Linked DNA regions of Gossypium hirsutum: region 2 is linked to region 1. A link is a contact called in public Hi-C data. All regions are on one chromosome and are shown on one strand. Each heading gives the region's core, a stretch centred on a gene start, on an enhancer-like site or on the middle of the called end of the contact. The rest is flanking DNA. Distances are from core to core; before and after follow the strand shown. Region 1 has its middle 15 kb from the start of LOC121204217. Region 2 holds the start of LOC107955231 (sm-like protein LSM5).

Region 1 (5,558 bases), core at 1,137-3,636:
CTATGTGAACAGACGCGTAAATGATTCCTACGTAACGTCCAAAACTAGCCCCTTTAAATATCATAGAATGCAAAAGTTAATCACTTACCACATCCACACATTTTCGTCGGCAATGTCCGCGTTCATTAAACTATCCCTATTAAGCTTTTAATTAAAGCCCTTTGAATTTTTTTCAAAAATTTATTTTAATTTTTCATTTCATTTTAATTTTTTTAACCCTTGTTTAACAAATCACCCAAAATAGATAAAAAAATCAAAAAAAATTAAATAAAAGAATAAAATAATTTTTTTGTAAAATTTGAGGGCTTAATAAGTCATTGTGTCTTTAATTAAAGGATATCAATTCAATTGGAATATTATTAAAATGTTATTTTATATACAAATTAATTAATATTAATATGAGATTATTTTTATCTTTTCATATTTTTAATAAAATAATACTATAATGAAATTTAAATTTGGACATATGCATATCCAACTTATTCATTATAAATTTGGACATATGCATATCCAACTTTTAACTTTATCATTTTAACTAAAGCAATAATTGATTTTTATATCAATAACATTGTCAGTTACCTCTAGTTGGTGGATGGTCATTTCTCATCCTCTTCTTGCGTTATTTTTTTGCCCTCCTCTCATTTTAATAACTCCTTTTGGGGCTCGTCTAAGCTTTAATTGCTTGTCTCTATTTCGGTGTAGGATTTCTCAATGCAGATGTCCTCCGCTTTATGTGAGAGTTTTTGCTGCAGCTACAAATGATGGATGGGTGGCAGCACTAAAAACCCCAAATGCTTCTTTGTATATTGTTTTTCTCCAAAATCAAAATGTTTGTTGCTTCAATCTCTATTTGGTGGGTGATCCGAGTTGGGTGTTGCTAGTGGCTATTTTTTATCTTTTTGAGGTGGTTGTGTGGTGTCTCTTGACTGGCAATTGAGGATGTTTGGCTAGTCTTGTGCTCCATTGTTTTCTCACTGTCTTGTAAGCAAGGTCTTTAGTGGAAATAAAGGCTCGATAAACGAGATTAGACGCATTAATTTTTTCATTAGTGGTTGACACCAAAATAACTAGTGATGATTCCTTCTTTTTTTCCTTTTTTTTATGTGGTTTGACGGTTTATGCTTGAGATCATGGTGTAATTGGCTTTGGCTATATGTCATTGTTGCTATGTCTGTGATGATTGTTGTTATATGAAATGAAACTTCTTTTTATCAAGTATATATATGAAATTTTAATTTTGATTTAATTATAAACATTCAAAGAAATAAATATATTAATTTATTTTTATATTAAATAACAATAATTATTTATATATGTAATATATAAATATAAAATAATACTATATTGATAATTATATTAATAGTTTATAACAATAATATCAAATCAAAATTGTATATATAAAATTTCATAAAATTAAAATTAATGTATAAAAATACATTTTATACTAAAATTTATGTATAATTTAAGTTTGGTAAAATAATTTTGGATAAAAATTTTAAAATTTTATTGGCCAAAACTTTCAAATTCGAACAATTAAATTTAGTGGCAAATTGGCCATCTTGTAACAATTTTCTTTTTAAATGAAAGAACAGCTCAAAGTTGAGAAGGAAAAGCAAACACTCTGAACTCCAAATAACAAAACTAAACGCAAGAAAATCGTTACAACTTAAAAATTGAAAATTAATAATTCATATGATCTGTTTCATGATTTTTATTATTTGAATGATGGTTGTCGATGGATGCTGCTTAGGCTTAGTTTGGATGGATGGTGTGTTTACCTTCGGTGAGGTTAAAAACAGTGGTGACGGTGAAATTAGTTACTGTAACGGTGAGATTGGATACTATAGCGATGATATTAGAAACAATAATGTGGTGTGTGTTTGGATTTAAACGCAGCTGTAGCGGTGAAGTGAGAATATAAAACGACTATTAAGGACATTAGATTAGAAATGACAATATATTTATGTTATATTATTTAATATAAAACATAAATTAAAATTATATTTTTTATAAAATGATAATTAAAATATTAAAATCATATACAATAAAATTTAAATATTTTTAAATTATATTTAAATAAAATAATAAAATATAAATTAAATTGAATTTATACTAAATTTATAAATAAAAATTATATATTTATTAAAAATTGTATTATATTAAATAATGACATATTAAACTTATATTATGTGTATTAAATAAAATAAATAATAAAAAAAGAGTTGGACCCTTATTTTTTAACTTTCAAATCAGTCCACTGGACCTTTTAACTCCAACCAATATTTGAAGTTACAGTGAAATGAGAAATACTTACTATGTGCTTGCCAAACAATTGTGCTGCATTTCAGTTCAAATTTTTTTACTCTTTAAATCTCACCACACTTGAGTTTGCAATGTCAGCTCTTGCATGCCCGAAATTGTAACTTGCTACAGCCATAAGCCACGCTCCCTTCTCCACCATTTCCACTTTCCCTCTTTCTTTCTTCTTTCTTTTTTTTCTCATTTCGTTCTTTTCCCTCTCTATATCGTATCAAAAAAATCATAATCGCCAATAATTGTCAGCTCAGGAGCTCAAACCACTGATTTCACAAAGGAGGTTGGCTACCAGGTATCATCATTTTCTTTTAAGTTTCGCTTATATTTTAAATTCTGTTATCGATAAGCCGTTGTTCGAAAACGTCGCTGGTTATTTATTTATTGTTTTATGTTTGATTTTTTTAGGTTTGTCGTACAGCGACGGTCTTGAAATGTGATTTTGAGCTTTTTTTTCCTTTCCTTTTTTCTTTTTTCGAGTTAGAGATAGGTTTGCTTATATTCTTCCTTTGGATCAACGGTCTGGAATTTGTAGAAGAGGAAGGTATTTGTTATGATTAGATTTGTAACTAAATTTTGGCATTGGATTGAAACTGATATTTTGTGAATAATTTGTACGTAATTTTTGTGAAAAGGATCTGCGAATTTGCGGTTTTCTTTTTGTCACGTATACATATGTGTTGGATTTGATTGAGAAATTGGGTTGCAAGTAGAAGATAGATGTTGGTGATTTGTGAAAGTATTGCTGTCGATTTTGAAGTTTAGCGTTTGAGGTGCAGGGAATCCTAGACTTTAACCGTGAGGTTCTGAATGCTAGCTGATACGATGAATGACTTAATTATGCATTATTAATTGGTGGATTGAAGTGAAAAAGAGTGGTCCAAGGAGCTAACACATTGTTGTTATGTAAGTAAACAAACCTAGGAACTTGTTTGGAACATGATCAGGAAAACGTCTGGCCCATCTGATCAATTAGTACAACAAGAATATACATATGCTGTTCCTATGTGGGGAAGAATGTAAATAATAATAAGACTATATCTGTACAGACAGGTGAGGAATTCTCCATGGGGTTTGTTCAGGAGTGTGTTGGCACAAGAGCCATTGCTAGACCAGATGCAGCACTGACACATGAGAAGAGAGTTTGGTTCGATCAGAACCACCAAATGGGGTATCAGGATCTTGCCCGAATTCAGTTGAAAAGAATGGATTCCAAGTGTGCTTCTGACATTTCTGATTTTGCATCTCTGAATGGTTCTTCTAGAGGGAGTGAACACGGGTCTTGTGTTGAAAAGATAGGTAGATACCAGAAGGAAGATGGTGAAATTGGACAAGTGACAAGGAAGGCTTATGGTGAACTGAATTGTGATAGGAGCCATCCAAATGGTTTTGGACAACCTACTACAGCCATTTATGCATGTGACTCTTCTAGTTCCAACAACTTTAGTGGGCAGGGAGCTACTGATGGATCTCAATCTTGGAAAATGAAACTTCTGTGCAGCTTTAGTGGAAAAATATTGCCTAGGCCAAGTGATGGTAAACTCAGATATGTTGGGGGAGAGACGCACATTATTTCCATTCAGAATTGTCTTTCTTGGGAGCAGCTTCTGAGGAGAACTTCAAATTTTTTCAGCCAACCTCATTCAATCAAGTACCAACTTCCAGGTGAGGATCTTGATGCCCTTATTCTGATGAAGACCTTAAGAATATGATAGAGGAATACCATGGGCTTGAAAAGCTTGAAGGTTCTAAAAAGCTGAGGATATTTTTGATTCCCTATGATGACTCTGGAAATGCATCTTCCCTTGAGGCAACGACCATGCACCAGAGCAATCCTGGTTACCAGTATGTGGCTGCTGTCAATGGGACAGTAGATCCGAGTCCTAGGAAAATCTCTGGTGAGCTCTGTTTACCTAGTGAAGGATGTCAATTGGGACCCAATTTGGATCCTAACCCTAGTTTCCCCAAATGGTGTCCAACTTCAGTAATCTCTTTGGACACTATGGGTGGTTTTAATGCATTGCATCCATCTCAGGTTTTCCATGATATCCAAAATATAGCCAGATCCCCATCTACTCCTATTTCTCCACTACCTTTCCAGCATGAGGAATGCAATGTTTGTGCACAATCAATTTCTAATAACGCCAGCTCTGAATACAACTATTCCTTCAATACAGCACACTTGAATCCTGAGATCCGCAGCACTATTAATCCTAATTATAAAGATGCCCTACAGGTTCCACCTGCTTTGATGAATCATAGTCACCCTTGCATAAGGGTTGCTGCCAACCACACATGCCAAGCTTATGGAGATCAGCTACTAAGCCCTGATCCCAGCAAAGATTCCATATTTTTTGTAGTTTTCAACAAAAGCAATGGTGATTACAATGGAATTTCACATGAAAGGTTTATGCACAAAGAAAGATCATTCCTTTCTGAAAAGCCCATCTCAAATGCTGGCAATCCATTAAGCCTGTTGTCAGGATCTGTTGATTCCCTGGATTCTCACCCAGGCATATCACATGCATTTTCAGATTCAAAGCTGCAGGACTGTGGAGGGAGGTCCGCTTACTGTTCACAAGAAGGAATGAGCCCATCTTCCCCTTTAAATTTTTCAAAGAGCCCATCACCTTCCCTTGTTTTTTCAAATTCCATGCAGGAAAGGTTGATGCAACAGCATGATAAAATTGATCTTATGAAGTGTGGTGCAGATAATTACTTGTTGGACACTGAATCTACATCAAAATCAAAACTGGATATGCAGAACTGCTTTCCAAATCCTGAACCTTCTGGCATGAATGAACCTATTCACAAGGGAACCAGTGACAGTAATGAAAAATGGCAAACAGCTAAAATTGATTTGAGTAAATTCAGTTTTGTGAGGCTGGACAATTATGAAGAATATACTGCAAGCTTGGACACCTGGAACAGGTCTTATATAAGTGATCCATTTTTGCATCAAGGTGGAAAACTTTATGAGGGGAAATCCCCTGATAGCAGTATGGGATATAACAACAAATTGTCTAATGCAGACTGCAACCAAACTTCTGGTTTTGCTGTAGGTACTCAGGAAAAAGATTCACAAGTCTCTCAGAAGATGGTTCCTTCATCCTTATCTATAAATAGTAACATAGAACATCTGCAAACCTTGGGAAAAACCACATCTGATATAGCTGAATCTTGTGGTTTCAATAGGAAAGTAATTGGACAGGGAGATACTACTTCATGTGCCAGGAACACTGAAG
Region 2 (5,558 bases), core at 1,005-3,504, 37 kb after region 1:
AATGCTCGAGCTGTCCATAAAAACGAACTTCTCTCCAAGGATGCTTGATAGAGATGTTTGTTGGTATCTTAAATGTTTGCTTTATGTATTCAATAAAACTTTGGCATATTCCAAAGCAAAAGTTAGATAATCATGTCGATTTCAAGATCCTTGGAATGGCTTTATTCTTCTATACTAAATGTTCATGTTTGCTTATTAGCCATAAATTATTCCTAAGAAAGCAGAAGCTAGTGAATTACCAAAGCATTCAACTTGATCATATAGTTAAAATTGAATTAAAGATACAGACGTTGAATCATAACTATAATTCGCATAATCAAATCATTAACCATTACAGTAATTGTGACCAATTCTGTCCTATAATGAAACCTGGGGAATCTTACAGTGATTAAGGTCTAAATGATACGACGTTTCCTTCTATGCCAGAGTTCTCTCTGAAACTGAGAATTTGATAACATTGAAAGGGAAGAACATAAAAACCAAAAGAGGTGGCAGCCTCATTCTGGATCAGGTGAGCCTCCTGGGACCAGCTACAATGTACAAAAAAGAATTATTATGAGAAATTTAGATAGTGGAATTCATTGCAATTCTTCATGTTGGGCGGCATTTGGTTTCTATTGTTCAAACTGATACATTTGCCCCTAGTTGGCGATCTACAGTTCTACGCTTCATGTGCTTAACCATATAATGCAATCCTCAATAAATATGCCAATCCTAAGTACAGTATGATCTTAAGAAGTGTATTAACTAGGTCACAAATCATTTAAACTTACAATGGCAATGTTATTTCCATTAAGCAAAATTTGATCAAGCTTCGTGATCCGTCTTCCCTCAGTAGTGATCTCGCTGTGATGCAACAGAAACGAAAAAGCAATTAAGACCAACACCAGTAATAAACATTCTCCAATTACTTACGTATACAAGCATGGGGAAAATCTGTTGCCAGGCCAATACAAGTCAATCAAAAGGGCACATCTTCTCATTATTTTCAAGCACATGAGTAAGAAAATCAAACACGTTATCACTCTCGAATTGAAAAAAAAAAAACATCACATAGTAAATTAAATGTGGAAAAAAGTACAATCAAGCAATGAATATCAAATTGGAAGCAATGTAGTTAGCTAAGTGAGCAGACATCGAGCCCAAAAACATTGGCTACATAGATTGCTGGTTCTTGATATGTTCCGAGGATGCCAATGATACAAATTTATCAGAGATCAAAAAGGTTTGCTGAAAAAACCAAACTCTAACAGAAGGCACCAATTTTGTGAAGAAAACTAGTTCTAAATCACACCCTATCAGAACAAACTTTTAAGCCATCTCACTTTCTCCGGTTACCATCTTGCTACTGAGAAAGAATTCAAACATTGAACCAAAAGATGAAAAGCAAATCTTAAATTCATCGGAATATTCAGGGCAAACAAAAGTCATGGGACAAAGAGGGGTACCATAAATTTGAAATTTGTTTAAATACATGCAACATGGCTAATATCCAGAAACCAAAACTCCAACTTGATCTCTTTCCCGTCACTTTCCTAACACGATTTTACATAAAACCCTAACACACACAAGGGAAATCAAAGCCTAGATATGAGGTCTAATCTATATGTAAACATTAAAAGAGAGAAAGGGAAGAGATTTACTATTCGGTGACATCTTCAAGGACCATGTTAACGTAGACATCGAAGCCTCTGAGAGTACCCACGAGCTCCTTGTCACCTTTCATTATCACCCAAATTTTGGACCCTATGCACCTATCTATCAACTCTGTAAACACAAATCAAGCAAACCCAAATCAGAATTTAATCCAACTTTCTCGAGAAATTTAAGGGAAAGTGAAAGAAAAACTGTCACCTGATGGAAGAAGCTGTGAGGGATTGTTTGCCATTGCTTTGAGAGTGTTGTTTACTCAAAAGTAAAGCTCCCAATTGTTTGATTCAAGTTTTCTGTAATCGTAATGAAACGAGTTACTAATACTATCCGTCTGTCAAACAGGCCCTGTCGACCCAATGAACTTCAAAATTTGCCCGACCCAGCACCTCCAGGCCAGCCAAGCACGGCCCTTTATCAACCGCTAATAACAACGTTGCACCGTCGAAAAATAATTGTTACTTTTTATGTCTATTTTTACGAAAAATAGTTTGATGATCGGAAATTTTTAAAATTGTCTCCGGAAAACATTGAATCAAACGTCAACTCTTCCTGTCAAAAGCTTTACTCAACTCTTTTGAGACCTCCTAAATCAACAGCTACTTGCTTTTTGGCCAAGGTTGCTTTAAGTAACTTAATTAAAATCATAACATTATATTATCTTTTAATAATTTGATTTTTAATCAATATTATGTGATATTATTATAGGACATTATATTTTAGCAATTTGATTCCTATGTAACTACTATTGTATATATATATATACTCTTAAGATCTATCAATAAAATTTAAGAGATTATCCTATTTTTGTCATGGCATATGAGTAAGGTTTTTTACACAATTTTTTTCTTTCATTATTCTAAAAGGCTAGCGGTGAGTCTTCTCCTCCTCCGCCACTACCAAGGGAGGCGGCACTTACTAGTTTTACCATTGAGCAATGGCAATCTCTTCTGGTAGTGTTCGATAATAAACAATCAACATCCACTCTGTTGAATGGTAAGTCTAAGAATAATTGGATAATTGATATGGAGTGTTCAAATCATGTTACGAGTGATCTTATGTGTTTGATGAATGTAAGAGATGTTGTACCATGTTCCGTAGGACTCCCTGATTGCCAAATAGTGGTGACTACCTAAAAAAAATGGTTAAATTGACAGACAAAATTCATTTCGTTCTTTACATTCCTAAACTAAACTGCAATTTAAGTATTTTTGGGAATGATTTTGCTGCTTTGAAAACTTTTAAGGAGTATCTCAGTTCTTGCTTCTATATAAAGGATCTTGGTGCTTTGAAATATTTTTTGGGATAGAGGTAGCTCGTAGCTCATAGCTGTAACACCCCACACCCGTAACCTACGCCGGGGCGGAATACGAGGTGTTACCTACCTTGAACACATGCATTCCTACTCTTCTGAATCATCAAGACCTGGTCAAATTTAAAACCTATTCTAAACTTCTTCAATAAGGCTTACGAGACTCCTAACACTCATTTAAAAACCAATCGGGACCAATTCAGGTCCTTCAACGAACTCTGAAAAATAACACTAGACACAAGGGCACACGTCCGTGTGGGAGGGGCAACACGCCCGTGTGGCCAATTCGACATGGTCGTGCTGTTGGCCCGTGTGACTCACACGGCCTAAACATATAGGGACACACCCGTGTCCTTTACCCGAGTGAAATTAATTTTAATTTCGAACCTACAGGGGTTTTCATACGGCGTAGCATACGCCCGTGTCCATGGCTCGTGTCCCTCACACGGCCATGAGATGCCCGTGTGCAAAAACCTAGACATTCTGTTTCTGACGTCAGCAATTCTTAAGGGTCACATGGCCAAGGCACACGCCCGTGTGCTAGGTCGTGTCCTTCACACGGCTGAGACACACGGTCGTGTCTCTGCCCGTGTGTTTACTACCATGCATACTAACTTGCAAATTTTTCGTGCAGGGGACACATAGCCGGATGTGTCACACTCTGCTTTGACACATGCTCGTATGTCTACCCATGTGGGCAAAAATAAGGCTATTTACCAAGCCTCTTTGCTAACCTTACTCACATAACCTACACAAATCAATCAACACTAATACAAGAATGATCCACATAACTAAAACAGCCACAATAGACAACATTTCCCATTGCAATATACTCATCCATGAAAATAACATCTTTTATGTATATATATAACAAAATGAATATTAGCCCTCATTCAATGCTTTATACAAAATAAAAGATTTTAGCCCAAGCCAACACATTTGGCCAATTCTCAATGACACAAAACATTAAAGCCTAAGCCCTATACATGCCATACTCAAAACAAGTAATCTGACAATACCGAATGCTTCGGCTAATAGTGTGATCGTTGGCTCTGAAGTACGTTGGTCATTGAGCTATTTAGGCGGCACTATAAGAAAATGAAAAGGAGAGAAAGTAAGCACAAAGCTTAGTACTTTGCATGCAATAAATATAACAACAATTCTACCATTCATCAACATGCTTATGGTACAAGAGAAGGCATAAGCACAACTTACTCATCACTATCCATTACAAATCATATAGCATATTTTGAGCTCACATCTCATACATACTAAATCGGTACTTGTACCACTCACAACAAAGTTATACTTCTCTCATTAACTTAAACCATAACTCTCACCGTTGAACCATTTGGAACACTACCAGATAATTAATAAGCCTCAAACATGGGGTAGAATGCCGATGCCATGTCCCAGACATGGTCTTACACTGGCTCATATTTCAAGTCGATGCCATGTCCCAAACATGGTCTTACACTAACACATCTCATAGCCGATGCATGTCCCAGACATGTCTTACACTAGCTCTCGTCTCAATGTCGATGCCATGTCCCAGACATGGTCTTACACTGGCTCACAATAACCTATACGTCCTGGCATGAATATCCAATTTATTTCCTATGGTTTAAACGAGAGATTCCACTATCTCAATTATCATCATGCATCCTCAATTCCACAATCAAGTAATTCATGCTATAGCAATCCAAAAACATATAATAACAATGTAGTTGTATTATTTACATACAACTTACCTCGTATTACAAAATATGACGATTAATCGGTCTAATCTACTTCTTGGCCTTCCCCCGGTCTAGGTTTGGATTTTGAATATCTTGATCTAAAATAATAAAATTCATTCGTTTTGTCAGCACCTTAATCTAGACAGGCAAAATGACTATTTTGCCCTTAAACTTTCACAAAATGACTATTTTACTCCTATGCTCGAAAATCAATTTTTATCGAATTTATTCATATTATAAGCCTAGCCGAACCCTTTTTACTCTTATAGCAATCCAAAATTTCCACTATTTCACACATTTATAACTTATTTTACAACTTATGCATAATGGTCCTTAGTTAGGGTTTTCATGAAAACTTATTCACAAAAGTTATTTATTACACATCTAATACTCATATTCTTTCATAAAATTTCAGAAAACTACATGAACGTTCTCATGGTAAAACCTTAGACTTTCAACCATTTTGCAAAATGGTCCCCTCATTTGAAAGCTCATGCTTCAAGGGGTCCAAAAAATGTAAAAATCATCAAGAAAACTATCAAAATCACTTACTTGAGAGAGGGATAAGTTGCTGAAACTTTCAAGCTTCCTAAGCCCCTCTAATGGCTGATATTTCGGTGGGAATAAATAAAGAGTAAAGAAGATGAAGGTAAATTTTTATTTCATTCAATCTATTCACTTAAGTCACCAACCCGCCTAATTTCTTTGACTTTTCTATTTCCTTGTCCCTATAGCTGGTCATTCTATTCTAAAGGGTCTAATTGCCCTTTAAAGACCTCCAATCTAGGTCCTCTAGCTATTTGACACTCTTAGCTATCAAAATAGGACTTTTGCACTTTATGTGATTTAGTCATTTT

The links. Hi-C and Micro-C count contacts between places; a contact is called where the count stands out from the background.
Region 2: a Hi-C map of leaf shows a contact between it and region 1, with 1.7 times the contacts expected there. The contact joins the promoter of LOC107955231 here to the enhancer-like site in region 1. A contact is called at or near these places in 6 of 34 Hi-C or Micro-C datasets (hypocotyl, leaf, petal and 1 more).

Annotation. Positions count from the first base shown.
Region 1 is chrA07:45,209,110-45,214,667 of Gossypium_hirsutum_v2.1, forward strand. It overlaps the pseudogene LOC107955229. Among protein-coding and RNA genes, the nearest start is that of LOC121204217, 15 kb to the left of the region's middle. Within about 2 kb of position 2,387, at least 7 of the 9 cell types and tissues checked have an H3K27ac peak or open chromatin away from gene starts, as enhancers often do. A contact at or near this core is called in leaf, where this site is marked.
Region 2 is chrA07:45,246,020-45,251,577 of Gossypium_hirsutum_v2.1, forward strand. LOC107955231 (sm-like protein LSM5) reads right to left here and starts at 2,255. Exons shown (of 4, transcript XM_016890966.2): 1 at 1,855-2,255; 2 at 1,644-1,767; 3 at 774-846; 4 at 236-530. The coding sequence starts at 1,888. The coding sequence ends at 498. LOC107955230 (3-ketoacyl CoA thiolase 1, peroxisomal) reads left to right here. Exons shown (of 14, transcript XM_016890965.2): 14 at 1-172. The coding sequence ends at 48.